Linked DNA regions of Rattus norvegicus: region 1 is linked to region 2. A link is a contact called in public Hi-C data. All regions are on one chromosome and are shown on one strand. Each heading gives the region's core, a stretch centred on a gene start, on an enhancer-like site or on the middle of the called end of the contact. The rest is flanking DNA. Distances are from core to core; before and after follow the strand shown. Region 1 has its middle 21 kb from the start of Nefl. Region 2 has its middle 68 kb from the start of Dock5.

Region 1 (5,608 bases), core at 924-3,423, 54 kb before region 2:
GTTCCAGTTACACTGTTTGAGAGAAGATCCCCGGAGTCACGGTCTCATAAAGAAATCCTAGCGTCTGTGTGATTATCTGTGCTTATCATGATCTCCAGGACATAAGACTTCCAAATAGGACCAGAAAAGGCTACTTCCCGAAAAACAGAAGGTATAGTACGTTTAGGACTTTCTAAAGAGACTCAGACATAATTTTTCTCGAGAAAAGACATAAAATTACTCCTAATGCAGAAAGTCCATAAGAATGCAACACGCAGAGGCCAAAACCTAAAACTGAGAGACAAAATGACAGCACTCACAGCACTGGCTCAGCTTCACTGGAATTGCATCCAACAGCTGTGCTGGCTTCCTGACCTTTGCCATTTCCAGTGGACATGGCTGTGCCATTTAGTCCCAACAGCCACCGTATGTAAAGTCTCTTCTCATAGCCTCATTGAATAGATGACAAACAGATGTGCCTGAAGTTAGAGTCACAGGGACAGAACTCTGTGTGGTCTATGACATCGAAGTCAACGGGGTTTCACCAGCATGCTGTATTAATTCTACCTATGTCCAGAGGTTGAGAGACATTGAGCCTTAGTCTATGAATAGCCAGCGGCCAGGTCAATGTGGGAAGATGTTTCAAATAAAAAAGTGACATATTCAAAGGCCTGGAGATAGAAGTGGTGAGGAGTTTGGAGGAAAGAGATGTTTTTAGAGTACTGGAAAACACCCAGATCCAGGAATGGAGGCTCAGCCAACATCTGCCTGCAAAAGCCTTCCCATCATGCTCTTGTCAGCACTACTGATGACTGACACACACATAATAATAGTAATAGTAATAGTAATAATAATAATAATAATATGTATCTATTAGCTTGCTGTAATGTTTCATTATATGAATATTTAGAATCCTTTGCATTGGAAGCATTGGGGTTTTTTTCTACTATGAAAATGTAGGCCTTTTCTGGTGGCGGTGCTGCGTGGTGAGGATCCCTTGTTCATACTTATAGCTATGCCATCCAAGGGTCTGCTGCAGTCCGTGCAAGTCTTTGGACGAAAGAAGACAGCCAGAGCTGTGGCCCACTGCAAACGAGGAAATAGGCTCATCAAGGTGAATGGACGTCCCCTGGAGATGATCGAGCCGCTCAGGCTTCAAAACAAGTTATTGGAGCCTGTTTTGCTTCTGGGCAAGGAGAGATTTGCTGGTGTGGATATCCAGGTCCATGTGAAGGGTGGTGGTCATGTGGCCCAAATTTATGCTATCCGGCAGTCCATCTCAAAAGCCCTGATGGTTTATTACCAAAATTATGTGGATAAGCCTCTAAGAAGGATATCAAAGATATCCTCATTCAGTACAATCTGATCCTGTTTGCAGCTGACTCCCGTCGCTGCAAATCCAAAAAGTTTGGCGGTCCTAGTGCCCATGCCCGGTACCAGAAATCCTATTGATAAGCCACTCTCAAGGATCAGGGTTTACCTTTGTAATAAACATCCTAGGACTTTAAAAAAAAGAAAAAAAGAAAATGTGGACTAAGTAGATGTTAACGATAGCATTTTTTAAATATATCTTAATTGACACATGTCTTGGGTTGCAATATGACATTTCAATATGCAATAATGATCAAACCACCTGGAAGGTCTATCTCTCTAGACTTTTATCAGTTCTTTGGATTAAAAAATCCTGTCTTTGGAGATTTTCAAATATGCAATAACTTGTTGATTGTAATCTTTAGTGGTGTGAGACTTGACCTTTCTTTCTCCCGATGGTCTGTTTAAAGAGTTTCCATTCCTAAAAATAAAAATAAAATAAATAAATTAGAAAGGGGAGTAATCCAGTATACTTCACCACAAAAGCTCCCATGACCCCTGAGAGAAAGACAATTAGCAGGAATCTTGGCGTGTGTCTCCCGTTTAGTGCGTTAAAACACGAAAGCTGTCACTTGAACTAATTATGCTGTGAAAGGTCAATTGGAATTTCCAAACTTGCAGATGAAGGCATACAATAAAATATCAGACTACTGAAGCATTAGATTTGAAACATAATTTTGACAGATTTCTATATCTAATGCAGTTTCCCTCTCCTCCGCCAAGCTGAGAGAAGCCAAAGACCAGACCCCATCTCCGTCCCTACTCCCTCTCCTGTCTAGAGCATTTCACAACAAAGTCTGTAGCATGCAGATGAGTCATAAGAGCTCTGCAGGCAGCTGGCCAGACTCAGTGCCAGCCTCTCCCACTTCCCTTTACATGCCTTGCACTGGGTTAGGACACCAAGCTACTTCAAGCCTTTGTCTCTGGGTCTGTCAGTGGGGTCGACCATAATGCCTCCTCCAACCAATGGTATATATCACACGGTAAGTGGCCCATTGTGACAACCACCACTGTGATAATGAAACTCCAGGCCTTAGTTACAATTCAGATTCCCAAATCCTATCAGAACTATATAGCGTCCATTTCGTACAGTGTTCAACATACAAAGCTATTCTCTAACACCCAGGGTCAGGGAGACCTTGCTATGTGGTAAGGATGAACACAGTATCATTGTCTCACATACTCCACTAGCAGGTTAATGAGTGCCTCACATCCTGAGATCACTGCTCAGTGATGTGTTGTTGAGTGGGAATGACTACAGCTGTTTCTTGTTGCCCTAGAAATTCTCATCTAATCCTAGGCACAGCTCCTCCCCGGTAGAAAGTTATTTTATGTGCCTGTTTTGCCTGCATGTACCATATGTGTATGCCCGGTACCACAGAAGTCAGAAGAGGATATCAGGGATGGATGTGAATCACCATGTGGCTTCTGGGAATTGAAGCCAGCTTCTCTGCCAGAGCAACTGGTACTCTTGACCTTGCAACCACTAAGGCAACTTCTACAGTTGCCCGGTGACACATTATTTTGGAGATTTATTGCTGTTTGTATTCGTGTTTGTGTGCCTGGGGAGGTGTATGTGTGCCATGTGTGTGGAGATTCTCACAGAGGCCATAAGAGGAATTAGATCTCTTGGATTTGGAGTTGTAGGTAATCGTGAGCCTTCTGTGTGGGTGCTAGGAACTGAACCCGGATCCTCTGTGAGAGTAGCAAGTGTTCTTAATCACTGAGCCATCTCTCCTGTCATCTCGGCTGTCATTTTAATCCTAGTGAGGAGAAAGGGTCAAGAGTCACTTGTCAAAATTACAGAAGAGTCCAATGTGGTAAGATGTGCAGCACCCTTTAAAAAATAAATATCTGCAGCCAAATATTTAAATTGCGTACATGCTTCAGAACTGAGTCCCTGGACCTTCTTGTACACCAATCACCCTCACTGAGCACTGGTGAGAATCTTCCTGGATGCGAAGTAACCATGCCTATTTATGAAGTATCCCCATCACTCTCCTAGAACTTTATTTATAAAGAATTTATGGTATGTAATTATATTATCAAGTCTGAAATACAGTGTAGAAATAGTGAGCTAAAGGAACTCACAGAATTGAGAACTTGGGGCTGGAGGACCTAACAAAGTGTCAAGAAGGTTCAACATTCACACTCAGCACTGGCAGGAGGAATACAGGCATCCCTGGAAGGTGAAGAGCACTGTGGGATGCGCTGGCCCGGAAGATTCCAGAGTTTAGTTCAGTGTGCCAGCCCGGGGGCGGGGGGCATTACTTTGTAGCAGAAACCCAATGGACATGTATCTATAAAGCACTTACCAGTGGCTCTGTCTTGCTCAGTCTCTGGGAATAGTACAGGGACCACCTGATAGTCCCTGCCCTTCTCAAGAGGACTTTCTAGAATTTGAAGGGACAGAATATAAACCTTATAAAATCTACCTATCTGCAATAAATCCAAAAATGTATGAGTCTGAAATGTTCTATGGACAAATGAAAAGAAAAATTAAAGCTGGACAGCATGCCACAGGGTAAGGGGGTGGGGGGTAGGATGGGCTTTCCTTAGAGGAGCAGAAATTATCTGAGTGAAAACTTAAATGTAGGGAGAGTATGAAGCATGCTTTAGATACCTTTTTTCTAGCCGCTGTCAGTGGCGGGTAACAGTTCAAGTGAAACACTTTGTGATCTGTCTTACTCTTTAGCTCGACCTCAGTCCAGCTTCTGTCCCCACGCCAAGCTCCAATCTCTGTTCTGAAACATTCCATTCTATTTCCTGTTCTCTGGAATTCCTTCCCACTTCCTTCCAGGTGTAGTTCCAATGCCCTCTCCTGGGGGCTGCTGGCAAGGTGCCATTTTTTATGAAGAAACATCAGGGGATGAAGACTTTTTTACGGGTAGACAGAAAAGAACACCCTCAGACATTGGATGTTAACAGATGAATGAGTCTGAAAGAAAACAGAAGCCAAGGCTCTGAGCCTTAGAGGTCAAGGCCACACAGGGAAGATGAGAGCAGGTCCAGCTACAGACAGGCTTCAAGGATAGAGACAACTCTTCAGAAGCTTGGGGAGTTGACTTGGAAGATCTATATACAATGTGATAAGGAGCCAAGGATGTCATGAAATCCCATTAGTTAACATGGTAACAAAAAGAGCAGAGCATCTTTAACCCTGGGGGCCATGGGCTTGAGTCTGTTTCTGGAGCTACTAACTGATAAAGGGTTTACGTGGGAGCTGGACATGTTTGATCAGTAGAGGCCCTGTGTATGAAACCCTGGGTTCAATCCCAGGGCCACATAAACAGTACACGGCAACTCAAGCCTGTCCTCTCCTCAGGAGATGGAGGCAAGGAGGAGTACAAATTCAAAGTCATCCTTAGCTATGTTGTGAGTTTGAAGCTACCATGGGCTACACGAGACCCTGTCTCAAATTTGTTTGTTTTGAATGCTTATACAGCAAGTGTCCTGTACAGTATGAGCAAAGGGAGCTGGCGGCTGTCTACTGCATTATCGAGTCAGAGTTGCTTCTAAGGACTCCTCCACCTTTGAGTCTATGAGCAGGGTGGGAGTTTTCAGAATAGAAATGTACCACCTGCAGAATAGCACAAAAGACAGTTCTAGAACTACGAGGCACCTGTGTCACCTGCTTAGGTTCCAGTATGTTCTGTATCTTCTGATAGCTTGCATACTGTATGGGTTCCTGATCCCATAAGAACGAACCTTATAGACTGCTTAGGGTAAACTTCTCGGTGCTCTCTCCTCTCCACTGGGAGCTGCAGCTGCCAGGGTAGATGTAATTACGCTCCAAGAATTACATTTTCAGTCAATTATTTTTGATGATTTGCAGGGCCAGATCACCAGATCTCTCTGCATACCATGGAAGTGACTTAATTCATTCTGAGAGACAAGGGCAAAGCCCTCAAAATGACATGCTTTATTGAAACCATTTCTTCCTGGGTATAATAGTTGACATATTCCTGCAGCAGAAAACACAGAGATATAACCAGAAGGGGAGAAAAGCATGATTTTAATAATTCTTCACTCAGAAGTGATCACATTATTTCGGCTGTCTTTGAATACAAGCATATTAAAATCAACAAGGAAGATATGCAAAGCTAAGACTCTCTTATCTTTCACCTAGTTATTTCCAATGGCTTTATAACATCATATCAAAAGTATTTTTAAAGGGGGTTTAATGCGAAGTTTGAACTCAGCAAATGCAGACAACACTGCACAGACTAGCATGGCTTCTCCAACAGAACACCCTATG
Region 2 (6,032 bases), core at 1,485-3,984:
AGTTACTCACTCTCCTGGGTTAATGACATCTTAGAATCAATAGAGCCAAAGGTTAAAGAAAAACTTTCAACCTTTCCCATTGGACAGTTTATTCAACACAAAGGAAGGCCAGTCCTCAGAGGTTCATTATCCTGGTGGGTGGAGCTTGTGGCCAGTCCTTTCAGAAAGTGGTTGTAGTCTTCCTTCTTGTAGGTCTTAAATGGACTACAGTTAGGTATGTGGAATGGTCAAGTGTGACATAAGAAGGTGCAAGCATGGGTCAGGTGTAGAGGACTTCATTCAATTGTGGAAATGTTTGTGGTTTTATTTTCCCACAATACACCTTGTGTAGTTCATTTGAAAGGAGAGAGAATGGAGATTTTTTTTTCCTCATCTCAAAGCTGTGGAATATGAAAGTAACCCAGACCACCAACCGTTCACGCTATGAAAAACCTGTTCCTGCCTGAATGGGGTGAGATCACTTCTCCTAAGGTTTCTCCAGGATTTAAAAAAAGACCTCTATATATTCCCTAGAGACAGATTTCACCAGGGTGGATCCACACCTGTTCCAAGACTCCTACCTTTCCCAGGCTGCCCAGCTGCCTGGAGATATTTGTTGTATAAGATGATATTTAAGAATCCACCATGTTGGTTATGATAAGGATTTGAGGAGGACCAAGAAGGAGGTGTAGGAGAAAGGATATAATGAAAGTCTGTTGCTTAGAAAATATTAAATGAAAAAAATCTAAAAATGTATTTATAAACAATATTCAATATTTAAATGTAAAAACAGAAGACATGTTACATATCCTGCTTGACATTGACTGTAATCACTAGACAGAGTCCAATTCTAATGAAATATTTGAAATGCAAATATATATATGATAATAACAGAAAAGTCTCTATTATTTTCATCCTATCTAACGTTGATTGTTGTTTTTGGCATACTATGTGGAATAGGCCTTTGTGAAGCATGAGTAACAGTTGTTAGTAATTTGTAGGCTTTAAACGTAATTTGATATAGATATAATGTCAGTATCAAATAAAGTAAGTTGGTTTTCTTTCAAAAAAAAAAAAAAAAGAAAAGAAAAAAAAAAAGAATCCACCATGTTGGAACTGGAGAGATGGCTCAATGGTTAAGAGCACCAACTGCTCTTCCAAAGGTCCTGAGTTCAAATCCCAGCAACCACATGTGGCTCACAACCATCTGTAATGGGATCTGATACCCTCTTCTGGAGTGTGTGAAGACAGCAACAGTGTACTCATATACATAAAATAAATCTTTACAAAAGAAAAACAAAAATAATCCACCATGTTATGTCTGAATTGTTTATGTGCTTATATATTTTAATTAATAATATTTTAGTTAAAATATTATTCAAAACCAAAATATGAACCTGTTAGTTCATTTTCTGTTGCTAAAGAAAAATACTCAAGAACAGTAGTTTATAATTTTTTTTAAAAAAAAGTTTTGCTTTGACTCAGTTCTGAAAGCTCGAAAGGTGTCAGTATCTTCTACTTCTGAAAGGACACATGTGCTCCATGAAGGGCAAAAGAGCAAAAGAGAAAACAGGTGTGTATGGACTAGGACGGTAGCTGACATAGGCCTCCAGGATTGACAATAATCTCCCGTGAGTATAGATCCCACATGACCTCATTACCTCCTAAAGCTAACCATCGCGATGGATTCTGATAGGAGCAGATCACAGACATACTGTAGCAACAGACTCTCAGTGTATCTCTGCTAAATGGCATATGCATGTAACAGACATACAACCTTCTGTGTGTGTGTGTGTGTGTGTGTGTGTGTGTGTGTGTGTGTGTGTGTAAAACAGAGAAACAGCCTTTAGTATGTGTTTCTATGTGTGCATGTGTGTGTAAGTATGTGTGTGTTTGTGCATGTGGGTATGTATGTGTGTGTGTCTCTCTGTGTGTGCATGTGTATGTGTGTCTGTGAACTGGAATGAAATGCGAAGCTCTCCCTGAGTCTGAGTCTGCCAGCTTTAAGTTTTTTGCATGGGCTGTTATAGTGATCTCATTTGGAATAACTAAACAATAAATGTCAATAAATGTCTTGACTATTTATTCCCGAGGCTTCCTGTCCTAGGAAGCAGATGCATAGATCATACAGTAATGAAGAAAGAATCAATTGAGGCCTCCATAGCTTCCTCAGAAAAAAAACTGTTTAGTATGGATATTTAGTAAAAAAAATATATATTGTTTTGCTAAATATTTGTTCTGTTGTGTTGTAGAAATAAAATAGTGGGGATTGTGGCAGAATCAAATGTAACTCCTGGTACCCCCAATAACAATCTTAATTAGGGTGACTGGGAGATGATAAACAAGAATGGGAGGGATAAGAAAGGAGGAAAGATACAGGGTGATGGAGAGCCACATTGTCATTAGGTAAGTCGGCAGTTTTCGTGAGCATCCTTATGGCTGCTGCTGTGTAGAATTCTGTAACCCTCTGACCTCAGGGCAGATGAATCACTGGGTATCTCAATAGATGTGTGTGTGTGTGCCTGTGTGTGCATGTGTGTGTACAAACCATGTGTTCAGAGGTATTAGGAGAATCATAAAAGTCATCAGCAAGCTTTCTGTATTAAAAGTTCAGTCTGCAGAATGACTCATTTCTCCCAAAAGAACCTTCTTGTTATGACTAATACATAATCAAATTCCTTTAGGCTAATGCCCACATCCCCTTGTTTGGGGAACATAGAGATACTGTCCAAGGAAACACATAACAGTGCTTGCATGATTCCCTACAAAGAGAAACTAAAGTAAGGTTTTTGATGCTGTGCCAATAGGAAAGGGAAAACATGAAGCCCAGAGCACTGGATTAGTAAGGATGCCTTCCCATAGGCACTGCCACAATCAGGCTCTGCTACCTTGAGCAAACTGTTATGGCCTGTTTTCTCAGCTCACAAGTAAAAGGTCAGCTCACCTGCTCTTTTTATTTTTAATCGGATATTTTATTTATTTACATTTCAAATGTTATCCCCTTTCCCAGTTTCCTCTCCCCCTGCTTCTATGAGGGTGTTCCCCTACCTACCCACCCACCAACTCCCACCTCACTGCCCTGGCATTTCCCTAAACTGGAGCATTGAGCCTTCACAAGACCAAGGGCCTCTCCTCCCATTGATGCAGATAAGGCCACCCTCTGCTACATGTGCAACTGGAGCCATGGGTCCCTCCAATGTGTGCTCTTTGGTTAGTGGTTTAGTCCTTCACCTGCTTGTTAATATCCCTTCTTGAATGTGATCTCAGAGTTTCCCTGCACTTCCTCTCATAAATTCTGATGTTAGATTTTCTAATAGAGTTTATTCTACATAACAGTTGTAGCATTCATCCTTCCTGTGTTCCTACATGAAATGAATATTTATTAAGCATGTACTCCATGTCAGATCCTGTAATGTCACCACACTGTACCCCTTCTAACATCATGTTTACCTTTGGTTTTCTTCTACTGTCTAGCCCACTGTCAGTGGATGCTCAATAAATGTTTGTCCGGTTTACTTGAATGAGGTCCTTTGGTTCAAGCTAGAGGCTAGATGTCCTATTTTAGTGCAATCACATCATTTATTTAGAAATAGCCCTGGAAGACTAGGATGATGGCTCACCCAGTACAGGGCTTTCTTGTCACGTATGAAGGCCTGAGTTCAAGCCCCCAGAACCCATAAAAAAAAAAGCTTGACATGATGGCACACCCCTGTAATCTCAAAACAACAGATTGGCAGATTCTTGGGGCTCAGTGGCCAACCTGTTTAGCCTATAATGTGGGTCCTGAGTCAATGAAAAACCCTATATGAAAAAAAGTAGATAATACCTGAGGAATGACACCAAGATTGTCCTCTGGCCTGTATATAAACACGTACACTCTCACACATACACAAACACACACACACACACACACACACACACACGAAGATACAATCTGGTCCTAAGGTTCAGTTGAGATTGCCATGGAAACTATTCTCAAAGAATATGAAACACAGAAGTTTCCAAGCAAATGGTGGTGACATTTTTCCTGTAAGCTTCTCTAGGTGCGTGGAGTTCTGCCTTGTAACCTCTTTGTTATTAATCCAACTTATAACTACATATAGCTCATGTGTCTCCTAGACGAACATGCTTCAGCGCTCTGAAGAGTTATTGCCATTCTTAGATACTCACTCTGTGGGAAACCATGCCTTAGTTTCTCTCTCCCTGGTATCATGAGAATGCATCACAGTTCAGCAGCCCACCCCCAACCCATTGGATTGAATTTAAGATTGTCCACTGACAGCAAGCTGCTATCAGCACATGACTTAAACCTCTGTGAAACCTAGGTTTTATTTTTTTGTACATAGCAAGGTAACAAAACTTTCAGGATTCATCTTCAATTTTCAATCAACACCTACAGAGTCATTTGAGGGCAGGCATTTAACATTTCGTTCATCACCTAAGATGGTGCTAAAGAGCAGATCTGTAGTAGTTTAACTGTTAATGCCCCCATAGGCTCAGATCTCTGAATGCTTTGTCTTCAGTTGCTGGCACTGCTCTGCTAGGTTTAGGAGGCGTGGCATTGCTAGAAGTAGTGTGTCACCAGAAAGTTACAAACATGCTCACAGTCTCCAGTTTGTCCTCTTTCCCCTGTGATTGTTGTTCACAATGTGAGCCTTCAGCTTCTTCTGCAGCCATCTTGCCCATTGCCCACTGCGTCCACTCTGCCATCATGGACTGTAACACTCTGGAATCATGAGCCGAAACAAACTCTTCCTTCTATAAGTTGCCTTGTTCGTGGGGTTTTATTAAGTAACTAATATAAAATTAAATGAGATATGGTACGGTCAACACCTAAACACCTAAAATACCTTTTGAGTGCCAATTACTAAATGACCCCAACCCCACCCCTTGACTCCAAAAACTGGAACAGAGTGCCAACAAAGAGCAAGAGGGCACAGAGCAAGGGCTCCCTAACTTTCTGTCTATTCTGGTTAGAGGATCTCAATTGATACCAATCATATCCCAACTGACACAATGAGAAAACAGATCTTCCACTTGATCCAGCTATAGCACTCCTCAGGGCATTACCCAAAGGGTATTACCCAAAGGGCATCACACCAATGTGTCACAGAGAGAGTTGAACATCAGTGTTCCACAATTCACAGTGGCTAAATGCAGCGACCCTAAGTGTGTGTTAACAAATGAGTGCATAAAAATGGACACATACATAATGGAGTGTTTTAGCCACAGAAAAAATGAATAAAGCTATGTTGTTTGCAGGAGTGAATGTTACTGAGGATTATCATACTAAGCAAATCAAGGCTTCCTCCAAAGGACAGATATCTCTTCTTTCATCTGTGACTCCTATATTTGATACACATACATGAGACTATGTATGTATATATGGCATGAAAACAGGTGCTAACCTGTCCAAGGGAGCAATAAGATGGGAGCGGAGGGGAAAGAAAGGAGTTATCAGGTATAGGGTATATGTTCAGCATAATACATATGTGTATGAAAACTTACAAGTTAAGTCATTTTTAAACAGTAAAAAAAATGTGGTTAAAAGAGAGATATTACAAGACACACACTAGGGACACCCTTCTGGAAAGCTAGGACACTGGGACAGCTTACAGCTTTCAGACTCAGAGTGAGCAGCTCTGCCTGTGGAAAAACAGAAGTCATACAGTTGGGGTTCTGGACCTTTTTCTCCAGCCTGGACCAATGAATGACACTGGTCAAGTAGAGAGGAGCCTGTGAGATGAATCCCAAGATGGCTGACCTGTTTGGTGTGACAGAGAGCAGGGTAACTGGCTGCATCGACTTCTGCAAGAACTCTGATTATAATGTCAGCACATCGTGAGTAACTTCCAACTTTTTTCCTAAGTCTTGACTTTTCAAGATTTTAAGAGCTTTGTATATAGTGGATAGTGGAGAGGCCAAGACTTCCACGCTCCCCTGTGAGACTTCATGTTTACCACCAATTTACTAGTCTCCAAGTCAAAAAATATACATTCTTACCTAAATGCAACACACTTATGAAGACTCAATTATATGCTTCTCAAGGATAC

What was found. Hi-C and Micro-C count contacts between places; a contact is called where the count stands out from the background.
Region 1: a Hi-C map of Schwann cells shows a contact between it and region 2, with 2.6 times the contacts expected there. The contact joins two enhancer-like sites. A contact is called at or near these places in 9 of 12 Hi-C or Micro-C datasets (the A7r5 cell line, the Rat2 cell line, Schwann cells and 5 more).

The regions. Positions count from the first base shown.
Region 1 is chr15:46,453,171-46,458,778 of GRCr8, reverse strand. It overlaps the pseudogene Rps16-ps5. Among named protein-coding and RNA genes, the nearest start is that of Nefl, 21 kb to the left of the region's middle. Within about 2 kb of position 2,173, at least 9 of the 93 cell types and tissues checked have an H3K27ac peak or open chromatin away from gene starts, as enhancers often do. A contact at or near this core is called in Schwann cells, where this site is marked.
Region 2 is chr15:46,399,418-46,405,449 of GRCr8, reverse strand. No RefSeq gene overlaps it. Among named protein-coding and RNA genes, the nearest start is that of Dock5, 68 kb to the right of the region's middle. Within about 2 kb of position 2,734, at least 2 of the 93 cell types and tissues checked have an H3K27ac peak or open chromatin away from gene starts, as enhancers often do. A contact at or near this core is called in Schwann cells, where this site is marked.